Linked DNA regions of Rattus norvegicus: region 1 is linked to region 2. Evidence: chromatin contacts called from public Hi-C data. All regions are on one chromosome and are shown on one strand. The core of a region is the stretch at or near the end of the contact, and the rest is flanking DNA. Distances in the headings are between cores, read along the strand shown. Region 1 overlaps Sgms1 (sphingomyelin synthase 1). Region 2 overlaps Sgms1 (sphingomyelin synthase 1).

Region 1 (7,933 bases), core at 3,080-5,579, 43 kb before region 2:
GCACTCATTAAAATAACATGTATTCCATAGTGAAGAGGCACCTTTTATTGCTGGACCACAGCAGTCGGGTTTTGAGACAGGGTCTTGCTGTGTACCCACACTGGCCTGAAATTGATTTTGTAAGCCAGGCTAGCTTCCATCTTGCCATCCCCCTGCCTCAGCTTTCTGAGTGCTGCGATTATAGGTGTGCACTGTCATGCCCTTCTCCTCTATGAACATTTCTGAATATTTATCCTCACTCGTTTTTAATATTTCCCACAATTAAGAAATAAAAATTCTGAAGCGTAAGTATTATTAAAGATTTGGGTGAATGCTAGGGTCATGTTCAGGTAGAGCAAGTCCCTGTCACACTCAGGTTCCCCGAGGTCTGTCAGAGTCCTTAAGAAAAAGACTTTGAGGGTTGGGGATTTAGCTCAGTGGTAGAGTGCTTGCCTAGCAAGCGCAAGGCCCTGGGTTCGGTCTCCAGCTCAGAAGAAAAGAAAAAAAAAAAGAAAAGAAAAGAAAAAAAGACTTTGGTCGATGGTACTGTGTCTTCCTTGCATGATGTTGGGCTGTTGCTTTAATTTAAACTGGACACAGACTAACCTGCTTTTTTACACACTGACTCCTTCCATATGTCCTAGTTCCAAGTAGGACTTGCTTGTTGTATAAGATATAATTCCTCCCTTGTTTAGCTAGAGCATGCTTTACTTATGGTCTGGGGTGCGTAGTGATTGAAATGTAGGTGTTTAGTACACTATTGGGCCTAGAAACCTTGGGGTTCTTTGGTTAACCCCGCATGCAGTGCGCTATTCTGGTGTTCTTGTCGGGGCTTATCTAGTAGCTCTTAGGTGGGACCTGAGGTAGTGAAAGATCTGTTCAGACTCACTCAACACTAGTAACAACCCGCCATATGTATTCATCCATTCTTCAAACAGTAAAATCCTTTTCTGGGCAAACTGCTATTCTCCTCAGCTGAAAACTGTGTGTTAGTGTGGAGTACTTATGAATGAAACCTTCAGATTAGTAAATGGTGTGGATTCCCTGAGCTTTGTTAAACACTGCAGACCTTCCTGCTGGGATTGGCTGTAAAAGGAGAGACTGGCCTGGATCAGATTTTCTGACACATCGCCATCGGACCTGCTTGCTTGCCAGCTCTGTGTTTATACAAAAGAACGTGTAGTTTACTGGCTAGATTGTTTATAGTGTGTAACTAGACTCAAAATACTTAGTCGTGTGTTCTTGTTTTAAATAAAATATAAATGAACTGGGCTTATTTTTTTTTCCCTCTTCTCTCTTTCTGGTGCACACCTTTTGTAAAGGTTGGTGTTTTTTCTTTTTGTTTTTTTTTGGGGGGGGGCGGTGTATCTGAGTTTACTGAGGAAGAAATGTGAGGAAGGAAATCAGAAAGACACAGAAATGACTGCAGTCAGTAATCACACGAGAGACTCTTCTAGGGAAAAGGTGGGTGTGTGAGCGCCTGTGTCCTCATGATGGGCAGGGTGAGAATTGGCACACGGGCAGTGTAAAGGCTGAATGATCACAGCACAAGCTGGAGAGCGTCATGGGATGCCAAGAGGCAATGAGTAGGCCTTTACAGCTGAGGGGGAGAGGGGTGAGAATTAGGATAGCCCACAGACACGTTTAGTATAGACCGCTAATCCCCAGACTAAGAAGAACTTCCTGTTTCAAAACCGTCCAGTTTGTGCTGTTTGTTACAGCAGCCGCAGGAAAGGCAGACACCAGCCAGGGCCCATCAAGTCTCAACCTGCTTCATGTCAACTCAGAGTCACACAAAGAAAGGGGGCTTCTCTAATAAAAGCACAAACATGGACCAGGAAGTGCTTGGCATGACGGTGTTTGCCTATATACACCACTTGGGAAGCTGAGGCAGAAAGATTAGCACCTGAACTACGCTGAGAGATTCAGACAGGCCGGAGCTTCAGAATGAGATCATTTAGTCTAAACGATGCACTGCAGGATGAGGGGGTGAGGGGAGACCTTCCATCACCAAAGCAGAGTGTGTCAGAACCTTCCCGGGAAACTGTAGAGCTACTCCTCTTAGCAGATAATCATATATTAGTCACACGGCTGTAACAAAAGTCTGTGACAAAGGCAGCTTATGGTTCTCGAGAAAGGGCTAGTTTCTACACACCAGTCAAGGCACAGTCTACCATGGTGGCAGGAGCTTGAGGCAGCTGGTCATCTTGCAGCCACGGTCAAGAGGATGATAATCTGCTCCATTTCCCCTTTGTCTTCAACCAAATACCCCTGCCCATGGAATGGCACCCCTCATAGTTATGGAGGTTCTTAGGTCAACACCTGCTCTGACGCCCCTGGAGATTTGTCTCCTAGGTGATTCTAGGTTCTTTAACACTGGCATCAATATGAGGCACCACAGGCTGTGTGAGACCCATTGCCTTATTCAGCCTATATTCTAGTTGGACTCTGCATTCTAGTCAAGGAAGAACCTCAGGCTACAAAGATATTGAGGAAATAAAAGACAGGAAACAGTAGTAGTATGAAAAGTGATGGTTTAGAGGGGTTCAGCTGATGCAAAGGGTATTTGCACCAAAATATTGAAACAAAGGAGTGAACTGAATAATAAGGAACCTGGGGAGGGTAATCTGAGAGGAGCCTCAAGTGCCAAGACCCTAAGAGACCTGACCCTAACCCAAGATACTGAGAGAAAGCACACCTGGGGCACTTGAGACCTGCTCAGGTGGCCAGTGCGGTTCGTGAGGTGAGCAGATGAGCCACTGTGGCTGGAAGGGAGCTTGAGAGAGGTGGGGATGTAGGTGGCAGGGACCCGAGCTGGGACACTGAGTGTGACAGAGTCTCAAGCCTTTCTGTTAATGGCTACAATCGACAGGATCTGAACACAGACGCAATAAGTGGTTAAGGCGGAAGTGGGAGCATCCCGTAGTAGGAGTGTTATGGGAGATCGATTATGTGTCAAGGAAAAACTGATGGATGGGCTCCTATAGACTGGAGGGGGCATGAGATGATGGGCATATGCACATTTTGTCAGAGAAGAAGATGGGTGGGATCTCCTGTTACTAAGATAAAGGAAACACGCAGAAGGGAGAAGTTTTTAAAGAGCAGGAATTCCATTTTACCATTTTAATGTAGTTGAGTAAAATCTATGACATATTCATCCCTGGGGCTTACAGAATGCCAGCAAGCAGCCCTTTGTACCCAGTAGGTGCTTTGTCAGTGGTGTAATCTTCAGTCCTTAGCTCCCTTGATGCTGGCTCTCTGAAAGGGAAAAGCTCATTCCACTTATAAATAGATATGTGCGAGCTGAGTCTTAGTGCAGTGGATGTGGCACTGGCCTGCCAGAGCTTTGGTAATCTTGCCACCCAGAACTCTCTGAGGACCTGAGACTCTCCTTTCAAGGACATGGTATGATTTCTCTGTTTCTCTGACATGTAAGCCCTGGTTTGTAATAGATACTTTCGGGGATGTCATTCTCGTGTTATGGTAAGAAAATAGTTCCCAGTAAATCTGGAAAAGCTGTTTGCTATCCTAAGGTGCTAAATTCTGCCTTCCTCTACACGCTCTAATACCCTCCCTTCTTTCTCCCATCCTCTCTTTCTTTTCCATTAATGAAGATTAAACTGAGGGCCTTGCAAACACTAGGCAAGTGCTCAGCCACTGACCTAAATCCCTAGCCCTTAAAAATCTGATTAGATAACACCCCAAAGAGGATTTAGACAGGCATTGAAAAGAGTGAGGGCTTCATTTTCTATAAAAGATAAGATGCTTACAGTTAGAAATGTTCAGTTTTTAATTCATTGCTGTTCAGATAATCTATAATTTTGGTATAATGTCAGTTTCTGTGTTTCTTTATGACAAAGAATGAAAACTCTGGGACCCTCCGGGAGCCTTTCCTGTTGGGAAAAGCAGTGGGATGATTAATTCCTTCTGTAAAGTTAAGACATCCAGGGATGTTTTTGCTGAGGAAGGAGCTTACATCTGTCAGTAGAACATCTGCTGGCGTACACAAAGCCATGGTTCTGTCTGCAGTAGTCAAAAAACAAAACCAACCAACCAACCAACAAACAAACAAAAACAAAAACAAAATTGGCTGTGGATCCAAAGCCTGTAATCCCCTCAGCCGAGAAATAGAGGCAGTGGGCAAGAAGTTCAAAGCCATCCCAGGCTACAGAGGAGTCTGATGCCAGCCTGGACTACTTGAGATCCCCTCTCACTTAAAAAAGAAGAGGGGGGAGGGAGTGGTGAGAAGGAAAAAGAAATAAATACATTTTTGAGCCCACAAGATAGTCCAGTGGGTAAAGGCGCTTGCCCACAAGGTGCTTGCCCACCAAGCCAGATGAACCCGGGAACCATGAGGTGGAAGAAGATAAGGTATAAGTTGTGTTTTGACCTCCATACATACCCCTGGCATGCATATGCCTACCCTCAGCCACACAAAATAATAAAGAAATGCAGTGCACTTTTTAACAGAATAAGCAAGCTTTAAGCCGGAGCCCTCGAGCCCTCAGGTTTTTACCTCTCCTGCTGTGGTAGTCTGACTAAGAAGGGCTCCCACTGACTTAGTCACCAGGGAGTGGCACCATTTAAAAGGATTAGGACGTGTGTCCTTGTTGGAGGAAGTGTGTCACTGGGGTGGGCTTTGAGGTTTCAGTAGTCCAGGCCACACCCAGTGTTTCCTCCAGAGCAGGATATAGGTCTCTCTGCCCCAGCACCTGCGTACAAACTAATCATGGTAGTAAGGAATCAAATCTCTGAAAGTGCAAGCCAGCCACCAATGAAATGCACTCTTCCTTAAGAGCTATCTTGGTCATGGTGTCTCTTCACAGCAACCGAGCAGTGATGGAGGCACCTGCTGAAACAGATTTAAAAGCAAGAAGTGGCGTGATTCTGGTCTGCACATAGCTCGGAAGCAGAAACCGGAAACAGGGTGGCAGTTACAGACTCAGCCGTCCATCTAAGACAGAGAGGGCTACTGTGACAGGTAGCCATGCAGGATGCGTTTTTGTTCTAAGAACCAGATTTCAAAGAGAGGAATCACAGTCAGGGCTGGGGGTGATGGGCTCCACACAGGTGCAACGCAGAGGCCAGGGCGAAGTCTGGCGAAGTCTGGCGTTGCCCGAGCCTTGGTGATGGAAGTAGGCATGAGGGATGGCTTCAGCAGTGGAATGCACGGGCCTGGGATTTGGGCAACACCGTCTCTCGTTTACATGGTTCATCTTCGCACCTCAATAACCAGAGCATAACTTCTGCCAGTGTGTAGTTGTTTTTAGCTAGTGAGATTGAACTTGGTGTGTGTGTGTGTGTGTGTGTGTGTGTGTGTGTGTGTGTGTATAGCCCAATATGTGGTAAGTGTGTTATACATGAATACAACTAGAAGATTCCTATACCCTGTTTATTTAGACTCTTTATCAGATTCTGAAAGGCATTTCATATTTGTGATCTATATCATTAAAACCTGTGATTGTATTGCTTATCTTTTTATTTGGAGTATGTCGTCTGTAGCTTTAAAGCTGTGATTTATACAATCGTGCTTTGACTGATAAAGACTTTAAACACGTGTGAACCTGAGAAAACATTTACACTAACTTTGAACTTCTGTCCTTTCCTTGTAACACACCCTAGTGGTGGACACGCAGGGCTTCCTAAAAGGACAGAGCTTATTCGGTCCAGTGGAGAAGAGGCCTACCCATGCTTCTTGAGATTTATCTATTCGAAATTATTTTAGCATACCTTTTGTTAACAAGTTTTACAGCTTATATGTTTATAATTTAATTGTAAACCATTGATTAACGGTCTCATTTTATTGCACTGAGGGAAAGCTTACTAAAGTTTTATGTAAGACAAGGATGAATTTCCAAAGAACCTCTTAGGGCTAATCTCCCAAGTAAATGATGATCTCTGTTATTTAGGCTTTTTATACTTCCTTGGGGTCCTAGAAATGGTCTTGTGAGATTGCAGAATAGTTCAGCTATATAAAAAGAACTATATTGCTAATGTACGTTAAAATACATAAAGGGACTGGAAAGACAGTGTCAATTGATGGCCCAGAAAACAGAGGCTGCCTCTTGCAGTCTCACTACCTTGTTGGACTCTTGTTGGAGGTACACTCCAGTGTCCTTTAGAACCTGGAGGCCGCTGGGGCGCTGGCCAGCTCATTACCGCTATGCTGCCCCCTGGTGGTTGATACCTAAGCTCAAGGGCAGTCTCTTGGCAGCGTGATTCTGTGCTGTGCCGAGGCTTTGCATCCTGAGTAAGGATCTCAGCTGAGCTTCGGGTTTATTTGTCTTTGTTTTTCTAAAAAGAACTGTTATTTAGGAACTGTTTGTTTTTAAATACTGTTAAAAAGAGGCTCAGAGAAATAAGCGTTAGATGGTTTTGATTCCCAGATCTTAGAACGGAGGAGTCACTGACACTAGGAGAGAAGCCGGTGAGTGGTTGCTTATGTTTGGGAGCTGGTACACCTGCTTCCTGGAAGAGACCCAAGGCTGGTGTGGTGTAGGTGTGCAAAGGGAGAGATCTGCCCTTGCTTTCCCTGAAGTCCTCCACCCTTCGTCTGACCACGAAGCCTAGAGGAGGAGAGCCGAGCACAGAGGAAACCTAGTCGCAGTGCTTCCGTGGCCGCCGGTGCCCACAGCATGCCCCGAAGAGCAGTCCATTCAGAAGCCCCCTTAGAATGGACTCTGCTCTGAAAACAGTTTGAGCTTAACTGGCTGTCAAAGAAGCACTCTAAGTGTATTTGGGGAGAGATGCTTGAACTTGATTTCTCCTATCCGGGTCTGTGAGTTGTTGCTAATTTTAAATCCGGTATCAGTCCCCAAGGTCATGTTCTTTAAATGAGGTTCTCTGCCTGCATCCGTGGATCACGTTAAGTGTGGTTTGGTAGACTTTCCTCAGTGAAATGGAAGACTTTAAATTAACCAACTCGGAGGTATTTCTGTTCCTCAGTCCACTAGGGAAACTTACTTTGAACACATAGAATATAAAGGATTTTATATTAATTAGAGAACCATTCTCTGCCTGCCTGCATCACATTTTGACACGGGGTAGTCTTCAGCCATAAGACAGCTGCTTTGACTGTTGGTGGCAAATGTGCGGATTATGGCACCAGATTTCCAAAGTTCATAGATCGTTTACAGCCATACTTCACAGTCAAAACAATATATTTGAAGAAAAAAATTCTTTAAGAAGAGTAATTTATAAACCAAAATGTTTAATCTTAGAGGACATTCTGATATTGTGTGAGAGTGGGGAGGGATGTATTTGAAATCACCTTAGGGAATCCAGAGGGATTCTTACTGTGTGAACGATATATGTGTTAATTACCTGAACCATTATTTCCTGTTTATCTGGCACTAAAGGACGTACACTCACAGTTCTGCTTGTAGATGGCAGTAACAGACTGAGTGGGAATGTTTTGAGTCTGGTACGGAAGGGAGTCAAGGACAGGGCCTGCACGTTATGACTAGAGCGATGTGGAAGAAAACACAGCCAAGCTGAAAACAGGATGGACCATTTGTCTATCTTTTTGCTTCGCTCTCTTTCCCTAATGTGAAATAATAATGAAATATTATATGTTTTCAGCTGCCGTTTTGGGATGCTTGGTGTACCCTTTAGGTTTGGCAAATTGTGTCCCTTCTACTTCCCATTTTGTTGTTGGTGGTGGTTGTTGTTTTATGGGCTTTTTCCCCCTGAGACAAGGTCTAAGTATGTCGCTCCAGCTGTCCTGGAACTCACTATGCAGACCAGGACAGTCTCAAATTCAGAGATCAACCTGCCTCTGCCCACCAGGTACTGAGTGGTTTCTATGACTAGTTCTACACTGAAATCACTACACAGTTTTAAAAGATATCTCCTTTTTTTTTTCCTTTTTGTATTTTCTTGGGCAGTGTTATGTGAGAAAATTTTCCCGCAGGATTTAAAAGCCACAAACACATGCATGTGCACACACAAAGTC
Region 2 (7,727 bases), core at 1,198-3,697:
AGGCACGCACTTGGCAGACACACACACACACACACACACACACACACACACACACACACATATATATATGCAAGCAAATCATCCATGCACATAAAATAAATAAATCTATGAAAAAAGTTTGATGCAAACATTTGCATGCCTTCTTTGATGGAGCAAACACAGGCTGCAACACAACAAAGTGAGTCATTTAAGCCATCCATTACCTGGGTATCCAGCCCAGACTTGCACTGTAGACAGCTAGATTACTTTATAAGCCTCTCTTACTAAAAGGAAGAGTAGTCAGTGTTACCTGTGTAATTTCAGAGGCTGAAAGGGCATCGTTTTGAGTCCCTTGTTCCGTGCTTTTGATCCACTGGCCTCCAGTTACTTTAGCTAGTGACTCAGAACCACTATCTCTCGGGCACACATGCGTTTGCTCAGGATTTACATTTTCTTTGTCCAAAGTAGAAATTACGGTAAATCAACCACAAATTCTTTCTGGTTTATCATAGTAAAACAAGTTGGATTGAGGCACATGGCTTAGTGGTAGGGTCTAGCATGCTTGAGGCCCTGGGTTAGAATCTCCAACCCCAGACCCCTGCTGAAATGTACTATTGAGAAAATTCTAGAGCCAAATATGTGATCACTAGCACTGAGTGCTTTCCAGGGTCTGGCACAAAAATGATAAGCACTGTGTGCTTGCTCGATGAGGAGTATTGATTGCATGTGTCTTGGAGGAGCAGAATACACAGAATAAGCAGGAATGATAGCAATGGTTGGGGTGGACTAACGACGGATCTCCCTTTCTCTCTTCCTCTGTAGCTCTTTGGAGACTGGGAAGCTCAAGTGCGGAGGATAATGAAGCTCATTGCTGGAGGTGGCTTGTCCATCACGGGCTCGCACAACATGTGTGGGGACTATCTGTACAGTGGACACACAGTCATGCTAACGCTCACCTACCTGTTTATCAAGGAGTGTAAGTCTAAACGCCTTGCTTTGCCACTTCTCACCTGCCACGCCCCATGGTCTTTTGGAAAATGAGTTTGGGGAAAGCCCCTTAAAACAGTCTGAGGCCTGAGGAAGCTGCCTTATCTGAGGAAGGCCAGGAAAGCCCTTGGCTACACCTCTAGACAGGGGGTGCCTTGTTTGTGGATATCAGCTATAATGTTTGGGTGGTTTTAAATGTATGCAAATAGAATCATTTACTCAGTGAATATATTTGAAAAATCCTGGCAGGAGGTTTCTGTCCGCTTTGGTCATTTATGTTCCCAGATGAAAAGCACACACAGCCTTTATGTTTTTAGATACACCTTAGGCAGCACAATAGCTGGGCAGTTGCCTGCCCTCCACGCTGTTAGAATCTGCCTTCCTAACAATAACCCCGAGTTATCACTTGCTATGTTTCACTGTTCCATCAGGGCTGCTCTTAGCGCCAGTTGGCCAGCCCACATGGCCACGTTTTCTTTACTCCTACCCCATGCTCTCTCTCTCCCTCCCGCACGTTCTTCTTCCAAGGTGGCTTCTTCCTTCTTTCTCCCTCCTGTTCACTCTTCTAGGCCCACCAAAACTCAGCCCCACCTATCTCTCTTCTGCCAGCTATTAGCTGCCGGACTCTTTATTCACCAACCAGAATTAACTTAGAGGCAGGGTCTAAGGCAGAGGCTACATGCAGACTCCCAGGTCTTGGGTCCCCACTTAACATTACAATAGATAATAAAAGAAAACCTCAACATTTACATATATGTATATGCATATATGTGAGCGCTTATATGTATATATATGTGCATATATATGTATTTGTATGTGTATTAGTATATATATTTGTATATTTGTATATATATAAATATATATGTTGGTTGCATTTATATGTGTATTATCTTAATTAGGGGTTTATTGTTTTGATGAGACACCATGACCACAGAAACTTTTATGAGGGAAACAATTTAATTGAGGGCTGCCCACAGTTCAGAGGTTTATTAGTCCATTACAGCCGTGGTAAGAAGCAGGGTGGTACACAAGGCAGACTTGGTTCTGAAGAGTTAGGTAAGAGTTCTACATCTGGACACACAGGCAGCAGAAAGAGCTAGTGAGTCACCAGGCCTGATTCGAGCTTCTGAAACCTCAAAGCCTGCCACCTCATGTGGTTTGAATATTAAAAAAAAATTAAATATAAAATAAAATAATTTGAATACAAAATAAAAGTATTTGAATACAAACAACCACATGTAAACATGTTCTGCTCTTTTTTACTCTCGGGTTGTTTTGAGACATGAAACCTGGTTCATTCACTTTTAATTGCTATTAGGATTTCAGCCTTTTAATGAACAACAGATGATTTATTTCCCTGGAAAATTCAGTTATCCTCAAAATGTTACTGTTAGAAGTTATTCGGTGAGACAGTCCCCCTGTATGCAGTCCCCACGGAGGGTGATAAGTGAAAGGGGAACACAGAGAACAGACATACCGCAGTCTGGAGTTAGGAGCACTGTAGCTCCTGGACGTGCGTCTGCTGGGAGCTGAGTCAGCGTGGTCATGAGAAAGAAAACGGACAGAGAAGTGGTGCCAAGGTCAGAAGGCACCCTACGCCACAAAGCAGAGCCATGGCTTCCGTCTGCAGCAGATGGGGTGCACTTAGAGTGGTTGGGAACAAGGGAACAGTGTCATCTGATGTTTCCTTCTGAGAAGTAGCTTCAAGAAGTTCTGGTGAGAGCAGGCTAGACCAAGAGACAGTCATGCATAGGAGGTGAGGCTTGACCTCACTCTTGGGGAGAAGTGAAGGTATGGAAGGAAGAACTTGGTGACAGGACAAGCAACACAGAGGAAACAGGAGCAGGCAGGCTGCTCAACCCTGTCTTTGAAACAGAAGTAAAGGAACCATTAAGAAGTGGGATGTTCTGCAGGGGCCAGGAAGGGAGGGAGGCAGGCAGGCAGGGAGGATAGATGCCTCGTGTTTGTTTACTGTGTGATCAACTACAGGGCATCTGACCTTTGTACCACAATATAACCAGGTATAGGGAATGGAAACATTAGGGTTCGATTGCCATAGGCCCTTGGGAATAGGGTGCTCGCCCCCTACTGGTTGTCACCTGAAATTGTTTATCATGTTAAAATTGTACTAGACCATTGGCACCATGCTGTACTGGGAAACTAGGAGAGCTAGCAGGAGTCATAGAACTCTGATTTGGGATCCTGGAACTCTCAGCCCCCAGCATTCTGACAATGGAGAAAAACGTTTAATTTCTATGTGTCTTGTTTCCTCATCTTTAAAATGAGTCTTTATTTCCTGAGTGGGAAGAGGCTATAAAAAGAAAACTAAGTGACATGCATGGATACTCAGCGAGGTTCACAGAAAATGTGTAGTAGCTGTTCTTGGTGTATTGTTAAGGTATGAATATGAGTGGCTGATTCCTGCCCCCAGCGCCCAATTTTAAATTGCAAAAACAACCAAAGGGGAAAAAACCTCTTTCTTCCTCTTCCTTCTGATCCCCTCATGTTTTTCAGTTTTCACCTTACAATATATATATTATATACAATGTATATACAATATACAACTCTGTGATGATAGCCCCTCCCCCCTTCTGGCAAGGGTTCTCCCCACAGAGGCGGGCCTTTGCTTACTGGTTTGTTGTTCAGACATCTCGAGTAGCAGCCGTCCAGGGAATGGTAGATGCACCCTGCCTGAGTGAATGACTGTTGGACCCCTCGAGAATCCAGTAAAAGTCAGCAGTTCCTTCTTCCCTGAAATGAGGACAATAGATCCATTCAAAGCTTTCTCTGAAACCCCAGGCCCTCTAGCCCCCTTCCCATTGAGAATGTGGAATAGAAATCTCAGAGTCGCTCAGATGATGTGTAGGTGGGGAACCTGAAAGCAGGATGGGGTGATCGCAGCGACTATCACTGCATGGTCCGTGTCTAAGCATTTTTGGCACAAACATGAGCTAATCGCCAACGAACATGCCAAACTGGATGGGGAAAGGACCATGAGGTTTCAACTCTACACAAAGAACTGCGGCAATGGAGTAAAGATGGGCGCACAGCGGTCCTCCCCAGGGAAGAACACAGCACCAGACTGCCGAGTGTCAAACCACCAGCCCTGAGAACAGTGCATACAAGGGATAGAATATGGACTCCACGGGTTATAACTAGGAATATGTTCATATACAGACACATGTATGCATGCAATAACTATCACTGGAAAGAGGCCAGGAATTGGAAACAGAGTGGGAAGAGATACATAGGAGGGAGAACTTGGAGGGAGGAAAGAGAAAGGAGAAAACACTAATTCAATTATAGTCTCAGAAATATACATTTAGAAAAAGCATCTGTGGCACAGTAGGTGTTGGATTTACATAAGGCACTTAACCTCAGTTTATAGGCTACGTTTAATTAAAGGCATTGGACGGCCTAGGGAGAGAGCTCGGTGAGTAAATTGCTTGAGGTACCAACCTAGCAATGCATGTTCAGCTTCTTAGCACGCACAGAAATACCAGGTGGGCGTGGCAGCACGCCTGTAGTCCCAGAGCTGGTGTGGGGTGGCGGGGTCCTAGGAGCGAGCTGGGCGGCTGGACTAGCTAACACCCTCGAGACCTTCGGCGGCAAAGAAGGGTAGCGCAGTCAAGAAAGAAACTAGTCAAGCTCTGGCTTCTGCATGTGAGGCATACATACACACATCAGTGTCTATAGCCACACAAACATGCATACACACACTGCACGTGTGCACATAAAAGTGCCAGTGGAGCGTCTTTTACAGATGGAGCTCAACACGCTGACCTGTGCACATTTGGTCATAGTCACCTTTTATGTTACATTTCTGGTTTTATGAAACAGCTTATAGCCCCATATAAATCACTGCCGCTAGTCATAGTTCATTTTAAAAGCCATATCCTGCTGTCTCTAGTTATAGAGAAACAAAAGGTCCTTTAGATTGCTGGCCCATGTAATGGGCTTTCAGGGGGAAACGTGTGAGACGGTTGGTCCTCCAGAATGGCAGGGGCATGGGTGAGTGGTATTTAGAACCAGGACTATTGCAAATGTTTCCTCTTCTAGATTCCCCTCGGCGGCTCTGGTGGTACCACTGGATTTGCTGGCTCCTCAGCGTCGTTGGAATCTTCTGTATTCTCTTAGCGCATGACCACTACACTGTGGACGTGGTGGTAGCATATTACATCACCACAAGACTCTTCTGGTGGTATCACACGATGGCCAATCAGCAAGTGAGTCACCCCCTTCCCTTTGATCTAAGCTTCTCTCGCCCCAGGCTTGGCGCTGCTGGCTGAGGCCAGAGTTCAGAAGTGTTGGAAAGACTGGAAATGTATGGATCCTTCTCACAGTTTCCCTCTCTTAGGAGTCCACTTGTGGTGGTGCTGGCTTTTATAACACCATTCCTCTGCAGAGTCAGCTGTAAAGTGTTAATGTAATTGGCCCAGATACTGCTTTCTTCTGAAACATAGACACCCACTGTCTGTGAAAAAAATATTCTCTAAGCCGGTCTCTGCACTTAGGGTGCATTCCTAACCTCCTTTGGTTATGATGGGGCCGTCACTAGTTTCATAGTTACATTTAATTAAGTTATTAAATAAATTTTATTTATTATATTTATTTATATGTGTTACATTATAAAAATATTATAAATAGATTATATATGTATTCTATAAGAGCACAGGAAGTTAAGATCCAAGGAGAGTGAAGAAGGGCTGGCTGAGATATTTAATAGGCACAGGTTGAGGGAGTCTCAGTTGCCCTTGCTCTGCTGGCGTCTGCTGTGTCCAGGGTATAGTGTGGTGAACTCAGTGAAGCTGGGCTGTGTGGGTGGGTGTGGGGCAAGTCTTTGAATTTTAACATGGGAAATATTTTCAAGGAAAGATAAGATTAAAGAGACATCTGTGGTCTTTGCTTTCCTAGGTGCTGAAGGAAGCTTCCCAGATGAACCTCCTGGCCAGAGTGTGGTGGTACAGGCCATTTCAGTACTTTGAAAAGAACGTCCAAGGGATTGTACCTCGATCTTACCATTGGCCCCTTCCCTGGCCGGTAGTCCACCTTAGTAGGCAAGTTAAATATAGCCGGCTGGTAAACGACACCTAACAGCCTCGCCGCCTAGGGGAACGAACGAGGAATGGTCCGAAGTGCTAAGAACTCCGTGAGAGAAGACGCCATAGAGTAACCACCTCCCCTGCTATCTCTCAAGTTACCTTGACTGAACCCATTGAGTTATCTGCTCAGCACTGTGATCTTTTTTTTTCTCTCCAAAGGACCCGCGTTGGACAACAATAAAGAAAATTTACCATATCATGCACTGTACACATTTCCTGTTGTTAAGCTTGGGGCTTCTATACCGGGCAGCCACCATGTCCCTTGTGTCATCCAGCCGCGCCACCGTGCGCGTCTGTATCCTAAGCGCTGGCCTTTCCAGCCACATCTGGAAATAAAGTGTGTTATTTTCTTGGGAAAACATACTTTTCATATATCTCTCGCCCCAAAGACAGGGCTGTAAGCCATTTTCTAGTAAATGTCTCTATGAAGGGTCCTATTTGTCTGAATGGGAGTTGACTCAGAATCTCTGCCAATTACACCGAGGCTCGGCTGAAGACGCTAGGTGCAGAGAGGTTTGGTACCTGGGGTTTTATACAGTCAGCAGAGATGGTGTATCAAAAAGTGCAAAAAAGGATTCTGTTATAAAGCGATTTTTCTAAGTATTTCCTAACTTTATTTTTCAAAATGATGTTATGAAAACCAAATTTAAAGATTTTTACATGTCACAGAAAAGAGAGTTAAACTTTAAAGATGCTTCTTGGGAGAGAAATTTGTCTATGTTTCTAGTGCCTTTCTTGTCTTGATTGTATGGTCGGTTGGTAGGCAATCTTAAATGTTTTTATTTATTCCATGAAAATATAAATGTATGTATACACTACTAAATTTCGCATTTATAGCTAAATTAAAGCGAAAGACTGCTAATGGTTTGAAAACGGTTTTGAACTGAAGAACAGGGGTATGAATTAGAGTCTGCGTCTATTCACATATTGTGAGCAGACAGCACTGACAAGTGCCACTGAAATTCTTCTATGGATTTGGTAGTTCGGTTTTAACTACTCAATAAAAACAGCCATGAATATTTTTTTTTAAAAAAGAGAGTTTCGAAAATGATCACTTACCTGAAACTTGAAAGCTATAAATTAGTTATCCACACTCTCATGACAGGTTTGCTGGTGGGCAACAACAGCAAAAAGAGAGCTATTTCTTTACAATATATTTGTGCAGAAAGCGCATGTAACTCTGAGTTTTACTCCTGACATACGTATGTTTGGGGAAGTATTCTACTCTATACTTGCCAACGTGGAGAACAAAATAGTTTTCTAAGAGTGAAGAAGTATATATATATATAAATATAAATATAAATATAATATCCTTTCTGTATTTTATGTGCAGCAGGATTACCTTCTGTAGGTTTCGTGTGTGTGCACGCGCGTGCAAGAGTGTGTGTATGCGCGTGCATGTATGTGTGCGTGTGTGTGTGTGCGTGTATGTGTGCGTGTGTATGTGTGTGTGTAGTGTCTACTCACAAGGTGATATTTGTATTGTAAAACAATAATGGTGAAGGAAATAAAAAGGCTTTTAAATTTTTGTTTGTTTTAAATCTTTGTAAAGTTATTATTCCAGAGAGTATACTGATAATCTTACAACTTACCTAAATCATAAATTAATCAAAATGCACTTTTTAATAAAAACTTATACTGAAAGTCTGTGGCTATTAT

What was found. Hi-C and Micro-C count contacts between places; a contact is called where the count stands out from the background.
Region 1: a Hi-C map of frontal cortex shows a contact between it and region 2, with 1.6 times the contacts expected there. The contact joins two enhancer-like sites. A contact is called at or near these places in 5 of 12 Hi-C or Micro-C datasets (Schwann cells, frontal cortex, kidney and 1 more).

Annotation. Positions count from the first base shown.
Region 1 is chr1:239,454,982-239,462,914 of GRCr8, reverse strand. The region is part of intron 5 of Sgms1 (sphingomyelin synthase 1); the gene reads left to right. Among named protein-coding and RNA genes, the nearest start is that of Asah2, 110 kb to the right of the region's middle. Within about 2 kb of position 4,329, at least 13 of the 93 cell types and tissues checked have an H3K27ac peak or open chromatin away from gene starts, as enhancers often do.
Region 2 is chr1:239,409,976-239,417,702 of GRCr8, reverse strand. Sgms1 (sphingomyelin synthase 1) reads left to right here. Exons shown (of 10, transcript NM_181386.3): 8 at 802-955; 9 at 5,026-5,192; 10 at 5,881-7,712. The coding sequence ends at 6,060. Among named protein-coding and RNA genes, the nearest start is that of Asah2, 61 kb to the right of the region's middle. Within about 2 kb of position 2,447, at least 10 of the 93 cell types and tissues checked have an H3K27ac peak or open chromatin away from gene starts, as enhancers often do.